Linked DNA regions of Zea mays: region 2 is linked to region 1. The links are chromatin contacts, called in public Hi-C maps. All regions are on one chromosome and are shown on one strand. The core of a region is the stretch at or near the end of the contact, and the rest is flanking DNA. Distances in the headings are between cores, read along the strand shown. Region 1 holds the start of LOC100501384 (MA3 domain-containing protein). Region 2 holds the start of LOC100276902.

Region 1 (7,152 bases), core at 4,233-6,732:
GTTCTCCCTTTAGAAGCTTGTGAAGGTTCTTCATCCCCACATGTGCTAAGCGGCGATGCCACAGCCAGCCCATGCTAGTCTTAGCAATTAAGCATGCATCTAGACCGGCCTCCTCTTTTGCAAAATCAACTAAATAAAGTTTGTCGTCTAATACACCCTTAAAAGCTAATGAACCATCACTTCTTCTAAAGACAGACACATCTATATTTGTAAATAAACAATTATATCCCATATTACATAATTGACTAACAGATAGTAAATTATATCCAAGAGACTCAACTAAAAACACATTAGAGATAGAGTGTTCATTTGATATTGCAATCTTGCCTAAGCCTTTCACCTTGCCTTGGTTCCCATCACCGAATATGATTGAATCTTGGGAATCCTTGTTTTTGACGTAGGAAGAGAACATCCTCTTTTCCCCCGTCATGTGGTTCGTGCATCCGCTGTCGATAATCCAGCTTGAACCCCCAGATGCATAAACCTGCAAGGCAAATTTAGGCTTGGGTCTTAGGTACCCAACTCTTGTTGGGTCCTACAAGGTTAGTCACAATTGTCCTAGGGACCCAAATGCAAGTTTTATCACCCTTGCATTTTGCCCCTAATTTCCTAGCAACTATCTTCCTATCCTTTCTACAAATAACAAAGGAAGCATTTAAAGCGTGATAAATTGTAGAGGGACCATTCATAACTTTTCTAGGAACATGAACAATATTCTTTCTAGGCACATGATGAATATTTTTCCTAGGCATATCTCTACCATGCATATAGGAAGAACTGGGAGCAAACATAGCATAAGAATCATAGGCATGTGAATCAAAAGCATTACAACTCCTATGAGACTGTCTTCTATCATTGTACATAAAAGCATGGTTCTTTTTAGTACTACTTGCCATAGGGGCCTTCCCTTTCTCCTTGGCGGAGATGAGAGCCTTATGGCTTGTTAAGTTCTTGGCTTCCCTCTTGAAGCCAAGCCCATCCTTAATTGAGGGGTGTCTACCAACCGTGTAGGCATCCCTAGCAAATTTTAGTTTATCAAAATCACTTTTGCTAGCCTTAAGTTGGGCATAAAGACTAGCCATTTCATCATTTAACTTTGCAATAGAAGCTATGTGTTCACTACAAGCATCAATATCAAAATCTTTACATCTATTGCAAATAACAACATTTTCTACACAAGTTGTTGATTTACTAGCTATTTCTAACTTAGCATTCAAATCATCATTAATGCTTCTTAAGCTAGAAATTGTCTCATGGCAAGAAGATAATTCACAAGAAAGCATTTCATTTCTCTTAACTTCTAAGGCATGAGATTTTTGTGCTTCTACAAATTTGTCATGTTCTTCATACAACAAGTCCTCTTGTTTTTCTAAAAGCCTATTCTTATCATTCAAGGCATCAATCAATTCATTAATTTTATCTACCTTGGTTCTATCTAGGCCCTTAAATAAACATGAATAATCTATTTCATCCTCATCACTAGATTCGTCCTCACTTGAAGAAGTATAAGTAGAGTTTCGAGTACATACCTTCTTCTCCCTTGCCATAAGGCATGTGTGACGCTCGTTGGGGAAGAGGGATGACTTGTTGAAGGCGATGGCGGCGAGTCCTTCATTGTCGGAGTCGGACGAGGAGCAATCCGAATCCCACTCCTTGCCAAGATGTGCCTCGCCCTTTGCCTTCTTATAGTTCTTCTTATTCTCCCTCTTGTTCCCTTGATCCTGATCACTATCATTATCGGGACAGTTAGCAATAAAATGACCAAGCTTACCACATTTGAAGCATGAGCGCTTCCCCTTTGTCTTGGTCTTGCTTGGCTGTCCCTTGCGACCCTTAAGCGCCGTCTTGAAGCGCTTGATGATGAGGGCCATTTCTTCATCATTTAGCCCTGCCGCCTCAACTTGCGCTACCTTGCTAGGTAACGCCTCCTTGCTCCTTGTTGCCTTGAGAGCAATGGGTTGAGGCTCATGGATTGGACCGTTCAACGCGTCGTCCACGTACCTCGCCTCCTTGATCATCATTCGCCCGCTTACGAATTTTCCAAGGACTTCTTCGGGCGACATTTTGGTGTACCTGGGATTCTCACGAATATTATTCACCAAATGAGGATCAAGAACGGTAAAGGACCTTAGCATCAGTCGGACGACGTCGTGGTCCGTCCATCGCGTGCTTCCGTAGCTCCTTATTTTGTTGATAAGGGTCTTGAGCCGGTTGTATGTTTGGGTTGGCTCCTCGCCCCTTATCATCGCGAATCGTCCAAGCTCGCCCTCCACCAACTCCATCTTGGTGAGCAAGGTGACGTCGTTCCCCTCATGAGAAATCTTGAGGGTGTCCCAGATCTGCTTGGCATTGTCCAAGCCGCTCACTTTATGGTACTCGTCCCTGCACAAGGAGGCTAACAACACAGTAGTGGCTTGTGCATTTCTATGAATTTGTTCATTAATGAAAATAGGACTATTCGAGCTATCGAACTTCATTCCACTTTCCACAATCTCCCATATGCTCGGATGGAGAGAGAACAGGTGACTACGCATTTTGTGGCTCCAAAATCCGTAGTCCTCTCCATCAAAGTGAGGAGGTTTGCCAAGTGGAATGGAGAGCAAATGAGTATTTGTACTTTGCGGAATACAAGAGTAGTCAAAAGAAAAGTTCGAATTAACCGGTTTCCTTCTCTCGTAGTCGTTGTGGTCGTCGTCCTTTTGGGAAGAAGATGACTCGTCACTGTCGTCGTAGTAGACAATCTCCTTGATGCGCCTTGTCTTCTTCTTCTTCCCATCTTTCCGTCTATGGCCCGAGCCCGAGTCGGTAGGCTTGTCATCCTTCGGCTCGTTGACAAAAGATTCCTTCTCTTTATCGTTGATCACGATACCCTTCCCCTTAGGATCCATCTCTTCGGGCGGTTAGTCCCTTTGTGAAGAGAACGGCTCCGATACCAATTGAGAGCACCTAGAGGGGGGGGGGGTTGAATAGGTGATCCTGTAACACTTAAAAACTTAAGCCACAAAAACTTGGTTAAGTGTTAGCACAATAACCGCCAAGTGGCTAGAGAGGAATCTTCAACAAAACACAATAACCAACAAGATCAATCACAGAGATGGCACGGTGGTTATCCCGTGGTTCGGCCAAGACCAACGCTTGCCTGCTCCACGTTGTGGTGTCCCAACGGACGAGGGTTGCACTCAACCCCTCTCAAGCGGTCCAAAGACCCACTTGAATACCACGGTGTTTTGCTTGCTTTACTCAATCCCGTTTGCGAGGAATCTCCACAACTTGGAGCCTCTCGCCCTTACACTTGAAGTTCGCAAAGAAGCACAGAGCAAGGGAGGATTAGCAACGCACACAAGACACAAGAATCAGAGTGTCAACACGCACACAAGTCGCAACAAGAGCTCGCAACACAACTCAATGAGTTCACAACTCCACTAGAGCTCTATATGCTATCACAATGAAACAAATGCGCGGAATCGAGGTCTTGGTGCTTAGGAATGTTGTAGGAATGCTTGGTGTGCTCCTCCATGCGCCTAGGGGTCCCTTTTATAGCCCCAAGGCAGGTAGGAGCCGTTGAGAGCATTCTAGGAAGGCTGATCTTGCCTTCTGTCGACTGGCGCACCGGACAGTCCGGTGCACACCGGACACTGTCCGGTGCCCGATTTCCTTCCAAAAATGGCGCAGTCGACCGTTGGCAGCCTGAGAGCCGTTGGCGCACCGGACATGTCCGGTGCACACCGGACAGTCCGGTGCCCCCTTCTAGCCGTTGGCTCGGCCACGTGTCCCGCGCAGATTGCGCGACCGACTGTTGGCCCGGCCGACCGTTGGCTCACCGGACAGTCCGGTGCACACCGGACAGTCCGGTGAATTATAGTCGTACGTCGCAGGTGAATTCCCGAGAGCGGCCACTTCGCTCGAGCCAGCCTGGCGCATTGGACACTGTCCGGTGTTCCCAGATTGAGCAGAGTCTTGGCTGCTCGAGCCAAGACATTTTCAATTGGATTTTTCCTGTTTCCAGCACTTAGACACAATACATTAGTCCATAAAACAATGTACTAAGTCTGAGAAACATACCTTTATCCTTGATTTGTACTTTGTCCACCTTTTTACACTTAGGCACTTGTGTTGGACACTAAATCACCAAAATACTTAGAAATGGCCCAAGGGCACATTTCCCTTTCAGCCACCTCGCCCAAACTCGGGCCCGGACCGGCCACGTCGCCAGGGGGGCCATCATTACCCTGCCCCTAGCTAGCTCAGGCTACGGGGAACAAGACCGGCGTCCCATCTGGCTCGCCCCAGTAAACAAGTAATGATGACACCCCGCACGCTCCATGATGACGGCAGCTCTCAGCCCCTTACGTCAGCAAGGAGACGTCAGCAAGGATCCGACAGCCCCGACAGCTGTACTTCCGCAGGGTTCCAGCTCTCCTCCGACGGCCACGACATCACATGAACAGGGCAGCAACACCTCTCCGACAGTCACGACGTCATGTACATAGGGCACTAGCTCCTCTCTGCTAGACACGTTAGCACATTGCTACACCCCCATTGTACACCTGTGCCCTCTTCTTACGTCTATAAAAGGAAGGTCCAGGGCTCTCGTACAGAGGGTTGGCCGCGCGGGAGAACGGGCCGACGTATAAGGCTCTCGCTCTCTCTCTCCCACGCGAACGCTTGTAACCCCCTACTGCAAGCGCATCCATCCGCCCTGGGCGCAGGACAACACGAAGGCCGCGGTTTCCCCTTACTGTTCTCCCCCCTTTGTGTCCCGTCTCGCGCCGACCCATCTGGGCTGGGACACGCAGCGACAATTTACTCGTCGGTCCAGGGACCCCCCGGGGTCGAAACGCCGACAGTACTAAACAACTAACTATAAAGAATGAGGTGGTGATTGATTAACTCACTCCATTCCAAAAACCAAATTAAAAAGTGAGGAGTGAGAATATGATGGACTACATTATTCCTCAAACCAAACACTCCATTATTAAACGTCCGGGAATGATGACGCCGACAGTACTAAACAACTAACTATAAAGAATGAGGTGGTGATGGATTAACTCACTCCATTCCAAAAACCAAATAAAAAAGTGAGGAGTGAGAATATGATGGACTACATTATTCCTCAAACCAAACACTCCATTATTAAACGTCCGGAACGATGACTCAACCTTGACTTAAAATCCTACGGAGTGCGTACGCGTCATTCTCATCCGCCTCCTTTGCCCTATCCAGTTACAGCCCGCCAAGTGTTCCCTAGCCACCGCCTCTCCACACCACCGGTCACCGACGGCCCGCTCCGCTCGCCGCAGACGATCTCGATCCCCAACCCCGTTCTCCCCGCCGAGCAGCAAAACCCTAACTCCCACGCAAGAGCATAGGGCCCACATGTCAGTCTCAATGACGTGCGGGCCGGCAACGGGTCCGTGGCGCCGGACCCACGCCCCACGCACTCTTCCGTATAAAGCCACGCCACGCGGCCACGCCTCGCCTGTCCTATCCTTTCCGTCACACTCGCATCGCCGTCCCCTTGGCCCTTGCCCCTTTCTCGCGCTCTCTCTCTCTCTACCCGGAGAAAACAAAACCAGACCATCAGCAGGAGACTGGGGTGTGAGTGACCGTGCGAGAAGGGGGAAAAACAATCCAAACACTCTCGCCAGCACACAAATCTCGCGCACGGGTTCGGGGGCGCCAGCTCGATCCGCGGCCGAAACCCTAGGTACGGCCGGGACAAACCCTCTCCGCTGCCGCCGCCTCCTCCACTCCTCCTCCGCCTCGCTCGAACCGCGCCTCCCCCCATTCCGGCTCGGCTGACGCGCGCGGGCTTGTTGCTGTTGCTGCAGGTGGTGACGACGGTGGTGCTCCGTGGTGGTGCTGGAGGACGAGGAGGAGGGCTGGGAGCGATGACGTCGCCGAGGAAGGACGCGGGGTTCCTGACGCAGGACCAGCGGGAGAAGCTGCGGATCGCGGTGCAGAACGCGGAGACGCAGTCGCTCGCCTCCCCGCGCTCGCCCACGGGGGGCACCACCTCCGCGCTGCTGCAGCAGTACGAGCTGCAGATGCTGGAGCAGAAGCGCGCCGCCGCGGCCGCCGCCGCCGCCCGGGGCGGCGGCGGCGGCGGAGGTGGGCCCAGGCACGTGCGCCGGTCGCATTCCGGGAAGGCCATCAAGGTGAAGAAAGGTGAGGTGGCGGAGCCCCGATCTGTTCACTCCTGCTATGTTTAGCGCCTTGATTGCTTGTTTAGGATAGGAGTGTAGGACAGGAGATAGGATAAGATGGTTTGTGTGACTCGTGTGCTGCATATTATTAATATGCTGCCTTGTTTGCATTGGTCAGGGCGCGATGCCGATACTGGTTGCAGCGTCATATATGTAAATTTTTTGCTTACGTTGCTACGGATGTAGGTCCAGCAGCTCCGTTCATATAGCTCTGCTTGTTTATTAGGAGGATCTATACTTCTTCGAGGCGTCTCCTTGCTGCATATAGCTCTGGATTTCTAGTGTCCTGCTAGTTTGTGGCTCGTGAAATGGTGGACTCATTATTAACGCAGAGACGTAGCATTGATGCGAATTGTTGTGTAGAAACATTGATGTTTTTCTAGCTGGTTTTATATCTGCCCAACAGAAACTGTTAAGTATATAAGCACTCTGTTTAAAATATTCTGTGCTATATATACATGTTTGTTATGTAGAACTGTAGAAGGTTGGTTGTGAATGCATAATGGTTGTTCATTGTGCGGGTTGACTTCTAGTCTCAGCTGTCAATAGGGGATTAGCTGGTGGTTGAGCCACATAAGGGAGTGATTTAGTTGGACCATGCCATTTGTATATTTGGCAGTGTAGTGATTTCTATCGGAAGGCCAATTCATTTGGGGTATGTGCATTCTATCTTCACTCGCCACCCTTTTAGCTATTTCTGTCGCCAACATACTCTTTTGTCGTATTTCTGTGTAACTATACAAACTGTTTCTTGGATCAAAATATGATACAGTAAAATTGACAGTGCAAATTGTGCCCTTGGTTCTGATAGCCAGCTTTCAGTTAGTTGAACCACTGAATTTTCCTGTGTGATGGTATGATGTGAACCACCTTGCACAATCCAGCTGCTAAATCAAGGGCGCACTGAAAGTAGCTCCTGTGTGCCATGTAGGATGTTTTATACGTG
Region 2 (7,155 bases), core at 4,260-6,759, 200 kb before region 1:
CCCCGCGCAGCGCCCCCTGCTTTCCTGCGCGCGCCGCCCTCCTCATCGCGCTGGCCACCTGCTTGACCGCGCTGGCACCAACTAGCACCAACCTTTCGAGCTTCTTCCGTCGCTGGCGCCGTCAACACCCCCTACTAGGTCCGGCGCAGGCCCCTGCCCGGCTGGACACGCCCTGCCGCCCACCCCCTTTCTTTGCCTTCGCTGGATCCGTCGCTGCCGCGGCCTTCCCGGCCGGATCCACGTTGTTGCGACCTTTCTGGCTCGATCCGCCGTCCCTTTGGCTGGATCGTGTCTTCCCGACTGCATCCGTCGCTGCCGTGGCCTTCCCGGCCGGATCTGTCGTTTCCCCTTCTATTCTGCCGCGGGCGCGGACACCATGACTGGCGCAGACGCGTGCGCTGCTGTCGGCCTCCCTGGCGGGGCTCCTTGACGTCTGGTCGATCGAAGAAGCAGGAAGGTCGGCCTGCCTGTGCCCTTTTGCTGTGCCGCCCTGCCGATCGTTGACGCTCGAACGTCGACCCCTCCCGAAGATCAGGCTTTTGCTGCGCGTCTTCCGACCGCGACCACCTCGACTTCGGCTACCTCGGCATCTAGGGGCTATCGTCTTCTTGGAGCACACACCAGTCTCTACTCCAGCCGCAACATTCGCACCATCATGACGTTGCGACTGCGGGGGGATTTCAACCCGTCGGCTCCTACCTTCGGCCTCTACTCCAGTCTCATCGTGTGTGGTGCCCCCGTTGCGACTGCGGGGGGATGTTAGACTATGTGTGTGTGAGTGTGTGTGGGTCGGCACCATTGTTGGGCTGCCGGCCCATTAGGGTTAGGGTTTCCTGTGTCTCTATATATTGTAACCCCATCTATTATCAATACAGTAGTTCATCTTCTAACAATCAGGACGAGCGCATGCAGAGTTCCCATGCTTTCAGCTGTGGTGTGTGTGTCAAATGGTGGATCTCTCTTCTTTTTGCTGCTTGCAAGTGAGCTAATGAATATCTATCTATCAGTGAATCAGTCCAAGCCTCCAAGTTTTGTGCAATGACTTCTCTCTCTTTTTTGTTTATTTCTCTCTAGTTTTGACCCGATAGCAACTTGATCGAACAAGAGCTTGGCATGCTATGCAACAGAAGAATGCTACTCCAGCCACAAATAATTGTCTTAGTTTTATTTGCAATCTTCTGCGTACCATTTTTTTGTTACTATTACGATTTTAGAATGTGAACAATACACTACAAGATTAGGAAGATGTTTTTAAAGACCGGTCTGCAGATATGATCATTTTACTTCCTTGAAAGTAGATATTTGAAATTCATGGGTACATAAAATTGTAAAAAAGTTAGGCGTATTACCATATGGTTAACCAAAATATTGTTTACACTACGCACTGTTCGTAGAGTGAAGTTTGAATATAGAAATATAGATACTAGAGATAGTCTAAATTAAGTAGTCAGTAGTGCGCCGATAAAGAATTTCATCACATGGCATCCTTGTCTCCGGTGTAGAGGTTGGCGCCACGCACTCGCACAATCGAAGATCTAAATTATCCGTAATTGTATTCGTTAAAATGTAATATGGATATTTGTATTCGTATTCGATTTTAACATGAATGTTAAATGGATGTATCTGAATTCGATTTCTATTATTTGTCTCTATCCTAATCCAGATTCGTATTCAACACAACCGTGGAATATCTGATAGTATCCATATACGAGAAAAAAACAATATTCGATTATATCTTTAAAATTATTTTTATTACTAATTATAAATGATTTTATTTTTCATAGTATACTAGAAAAAGTATGTATACCATTTAATTTTTTTAGAAAATATTTTTGTCGCTCAAGAGCTTGCTTGCTATGCAACAGAAGAATGCTACTCCAGCCACAAATATATGTCTTGGCAGTTTTATTTGCAATCTTCTGCAGACCATTTTTTGTTACTATTACGATTTTAGAATGTGAACAATACACTACAAGATTAGGAAGATGTTTTTAAAGACCGGTCTGCAGATATGATCATTTTACTTCCTTGAAAGTAGATATTTGAAATTCATGGGTACATAAATTGTAAAAAAGTTAGGCGTAGATAGGATACAGTTTTAAGTAGCGTAATTCCGTATCCAGCAGCTTATTATCCAAAACAAATACTGTTTACACTGTAGAACGCACTGTTTGTAGACTGAAGTTTGAATCTGGAAATATGGATACTGGAGATAGTCTAAATCAAGTAGTCAGTAGTGCGTCGATGAAGAATTTCATCACATGCCATCCTTGTCTCCGGTGGAGAGGTTGGCGGCTTGGCGCCACGCACTCGCACAATCGAAGACCTGTTGCACAACCATTCATGTATGGAAAACAATTGGCACCAAGTGGAGGATGAAAGGACCGAAGGAGGGCGCCTTGCGGTCTATGGGATTGCTAGGAATCCGTCAGGAGATCTAAATTATCCGTAATTGTATTCACTAAAAATGCTAATATAGATATCTCTATTTATATTCGATTTTAATATGAGTGTTAAATGGATGTATCTGAATTTAATTTCTAGTATTTGTCTAATTCCGAATCCAGATTCGTATTCAACATAACCGTGGAATATCCGATACTATCCATATCCGAGAAAAAACAGTATTCGATTAAACCCTTAAAAATTATTTTTATTACTAATTATAAATTATTTTATTTTTCATAGTATACTAGAAAAAGTATGTATGCCATTTAATTTTTTAAAAATATTTATATGATAAATGAATAATTATAGTAATCTTATATTAGTAGAGATATATAATGATAAAATTGATTAATGTTAAATTTTGGTGCACATATTTATATAGGGTATTCATTCATTTTGGAATGACAAATTTAAATTTCTTAGCATATTTACTATTTTATACCAATTAAATGAATTAAATACCTATTTATAGAAACTATAAAATAATATGTAAATGTGGACAAAGCTTGACATATTTTTATTGTTAAAGAATATAATTTTATTAATGGATATACTCATAATGTATCTATGTGCTATGCTTATAGTTTACTTGTAACATGATTTTTTTATCAACTATAGATCTACCTGTAAAACAAATTGATAATCATTATGATACTATGTTCCAAGTTATGTGAGTATCCGAACCCGAATTCGATGTATTCATTTTGTATTTTATCCAATAATATACATATTCATATTCAATTTAAAATATGGTAAATAGTGACATCCGAATTCTCAACTCCCACAGATACACCTGGGCTTATTCGTTTCACCGTTAAACCATGTGGATTGGATGGTATTGAATCGGTTTAAAACCATAATAAGTCAAAATCCATGCCAATCTATTGCAATACACTCTAATCCACATAGAATTGAAATAACCGAACAAAGCCTAAACGAATCGATTCATAGAATTTACCGTCTGCCAGAGCTCTGCCGAATAGGGGACCCCACCTTTGGCACCCTAGCAGCTCCAACAGATTCATCTTTGTTACACAAGCATCAACACTAGCTATGTAACTGATTGTTAGTCTGACGATGCATATTTGCTAAGCACCAAGAACGAAACAAATGTTTAAATCTGCAAGAACCACGCGTAGAACCATCATCACACACACCAAAAGCGCTAACGTCACTTAGAACTGCTGGCAGCCAAGAGCTTTTGGAGCTTGGGGCTGGGAGCGTCAAGTGTAGACGGATGGGAACTTGGCAGCCCCGTCTGAACTGATCGCCTTCTTCAACCTTCATTACCGAGGTAGAGCAAAATCTATTGCAATGTTTTTGCAAACAAAAGAAAGCTCGATCAGAGGGGGCCTTGGTCATCATAATCACAAAACTGGCAAAAGGATGCTTCAGTTTCAGATATCTGAAAATATAGGCCCATTGGTACGGTGTGGGCAAAGATGATGAGCAAAGGCTAATGAAGTATACCCCTTCCTTGGAAGTTGTAAAAATAAATGCCTCAACATAAGAATACATAAGCTAGACTATAACGGAGTATACCCCTTCTTTGAAAGTTGTAAAAAGGACCACACCAAATTCTAGTGTGCATCACTTCTTCAGCAATGCAGTTTGCCATATTTATTTGGCAATGGATTCGGTACCGATAGGCGATAGCACGGTTAAGAACACCCCACGTAAAACGATCAAATGATATAACGGTAAGATCGCAGCAAAGATAGCCAATGCATAATCACCAACAATTTTAAGGATCTGGAACGCATCTCGGTTACTCCATCGAGTAACGGAATCAGATCTGAACGCTGACAGATAACCCTTACAGAACAACACAAAGATACTGAAACATGAAATAGTGATGCACTAGTGCATGAGCCAGTCTCTTTAGCATTTTTTTTGGCCCTAGCCATGGTCAGATGCGCTTGGTCAAACCTATCAGGGTGATAGCAAAACAGTAATTAGAATGGTGTTGCTTTGTTGGCAATACAAGATAACAGCTACTCTGTACGTGGCTGAAACGATGTTGTTTCCTACAGCAGTTCCTAAAAACAACTGTCCATCCTAAATAGTACTCCCTCCGTCTATATGGGATTTAGTCGTTTTGGGTTTGTCCTAAGTCAAACTATTTTAACTTTAACCAACAATATATATAAGCTTAAACTGTTTTAAACTAAATGAATTACATATTATGGTAGTGCAAGCCATAATGAATCTAGTAACTTACTTTTGTGTTGTAAAATCTTATGAAATATCCGGTATAATCGGTCAAAGTTAAGTTAATAGTGATTGACTTAGGACGAACCTATCAGCCCGTTGTTTGTTTGAGTAAATCCAGTGAATTTGTATACAGCCCTCCAAGACCAGAGTACCAGACTAATGTGATGTCTAAGCTTTTATATCCCTATGGAAGGAATAAAATTTACACAAAAAAACCATTCTGAAATGCAATCCCCCATCTCATGAACAGCAGGTGCAATTCAACACATTTCAATTCTCACGCGAACAAAGTAGGACTACTCCAGCACGCATAGGGAATCACCACAGAACCCGCAACGGAAATATCACTGACCAACAAGGATCCGCCAATCCAACCAATTGCAAAAGTACAGAAAAAGAAGGAAACACGCTAAGGGGTCCACCTTGGGAGAGGCAGCTCCAGGACGCGGAGCCGGCGGCGATGCAGGACCGCAGCCGCGCGGCGGCCACCGCGCTGTGCAGCGGCACGAGCGACTCCAGACTCGCCAGCGCCGCCGCCGCCGCCACGAGGGGCCTGGGACAGGAAGGACGAACAGAGGCTCACATTTCCAGGCTTCCAGAGAGCCACTTCGAGCGAAGACACAGTTGAATGAACGACGAGAGCAGGCAAGGGATTCAGAGGGGGTGGGGGAGGGGAGCTGTGCGCGACCTGTGGAAGCGTGGCGGCGCGACAGGAGACGTAGCCGCCAAGAACGGTCTCGCCGTCGGGGACCTCGAGCGGAGCGCCGCTGACCTCGCCCCGGCGGCGGCGGCGGCGCGGCAGAAGGACGCCATGGGGTGTCTCTCGCGATGGAGGATGGGATGGTGCGGGCCGACCGAAAGGGCTTGAGGCTCTGCTTTAGTTGGAGACGTATGGGCTGAGCCCAATTGCTACGCGGCCCATATAATACGAGAGGGCCCATAGTTTAATAGTTGCAAAGGTCTCAATAGCAACAAAACATCGGAACAAAGCAACAAAAGGCTGTGAACAAACAACTACGACTACAAACTTTCCAAAAGAAAGGAACAAAAGGTTGTGAATAAACATCTAGGACGAGAACAGTACACCACTTAGCTTCCCCCTGCCGTTTCATTTTCGACGACAGGCACCTTTTTGTTTGAGTTGGAACGAAATAGGCAGAGAAAACAAAGCCAGAGGGATTAGGTAAGTGTTGCTTGCACGAGCAGTTGGGGGAGCCCATAGCTAGCCATTGCCCTGGACCTCAAGCTGAAGGCGACGTCTGTTCGTCCCTCCATCTCATTGTTAGCTGATGGATAGCTGGAAGCAGAGCACCTCGCTCTTGCTTCGACAGTGACAGGCAGCGCAGCTGGCTAACCGCTTTCCGCCACTTTTTCTTTTTTGTTTTCCCCCGCTCCCTGTCTCGCGGTCGCGGTGCCAGTCACTGTTCGCCAATCCGGCCATTATCCAGCACATCCTTTTTTCGGTTTTTTTAATCTATCTATGATTGATTGATTTGATTCTCTATGTAGGGGTAGTAACGGGCCATTTAATTTAGCCTAGCAAATTTACGGATCGAATCAAGTTAGGACCAGATCATAAAACAATACAATTTTGAACTAACAAAATTAAGGGCTTTGTTGGTTTGTGAAGCAAGTATTAGGGTCATGATCCATTACCACCCCTATCTCTACGAGTGTGTTTGGTTTGAGAAATGAAGTGATCCATCTCCTTCTCACTCCTCACTTTTTTATTTGGTTTGTGGAATAGAATGAGTTGATTTACCACCACCTCATTCCTCGTAACCTAATAATTAGTATATACATGGGAGTGGGTTGATTCCACCAAAATTGATGGAATGAACTTATGATGCATCACCTCATGAAGCATAGATTGACTCCACAAACCTAACACACCATACATGAGCTTGCACTACCGTTTTTTTTCCTTTGGGAGGGTACCAGGGATATGGTATTCAAGTATAACAAGATACTAGGAAGGTGTTTGAATGCAGTCATGCACTAGAGTATTTGGCTAAAAATTTGCTAGTATAATTAGTTACCTAACAAATAGTTAGCTAACCATTGGTTAATTTGATAATAGCTGAACTATTAGCTGGATTCTTTAGATATCTTCAACTAATTTTAGTAGTAAACTATTAAATCTATTGTATTTAAATATGGTTTATGTCTAAATGCTAAGGTGAGAGGGAGAGATAAAAGACGGGTTGTAAACTTATTGCCGACTTAGATGTAAGAATAAAAAAATTATGAGAGAGAAATTATAGTCTTCCTATTATATTAATAGTGAAGACCTAACTATCTATACTATACTCAAAGCACCAGTTTCAATGGTCGTCATGCGTCATTTTTTTACAAATAACCCCTCACATCTATTTCAAATTAATCCGCTGCACGCCTATAGATGTCAAACGGCGACCCGGCACGGGCCAGACGCCCACGGGCCACAACTCTGGCCCAGACACGTCATGCCGACCTGCTGACTGTGCCGGGCCA

The links. Hi-C and Micro-C count contacts between places; a contact is called where the count stands out from the background.
Region 2: a contact with region 1 is called in a Hi-C map of bundle sheath, with 3 times the contacts expected there. The contact joins the promoter of LOC100276902 here to the promoter of LOC100501384 in region 1. A contact is called at or near these places in 3 of 25 Hi-C or Micro-C datasets (bundle sheath, endosperm and leaf).

What each region holds. Positions count from the first base shown.
Region 1 is chr6:11,894,091-11,901,242 of Zm-B73-REFERENCE-NAM-5.0, reverse strand. LOC100501384 (MA3 domain-containing protein) reads left to right here and starts at 5,482. Exons shown (of 4, transcript XM_008650198.4): 1 at 5,482-5,707; 2 at 5,832-6,168. The coding sequence starts at 5,892.
Region 2 is chr6:12,093,938-12,101,092 of Zm-B73-REFERENCE-NAM-5.0, reverse strand. It overlaps LOC100276902, which reads right to left and starts at 5,509. Exons shown (of 3, transcript NM_001150601.2): 1 at 5,351-5,509; 2 at 5,085-5,215; 3 at 3,277-3,754. The coding sequence starts at 5,475. The coding sequence ends at 3,735. LOC109940256 reads left to right here. Exons shown (of 2, transcript XM_020539703.2): 2 at 1-890.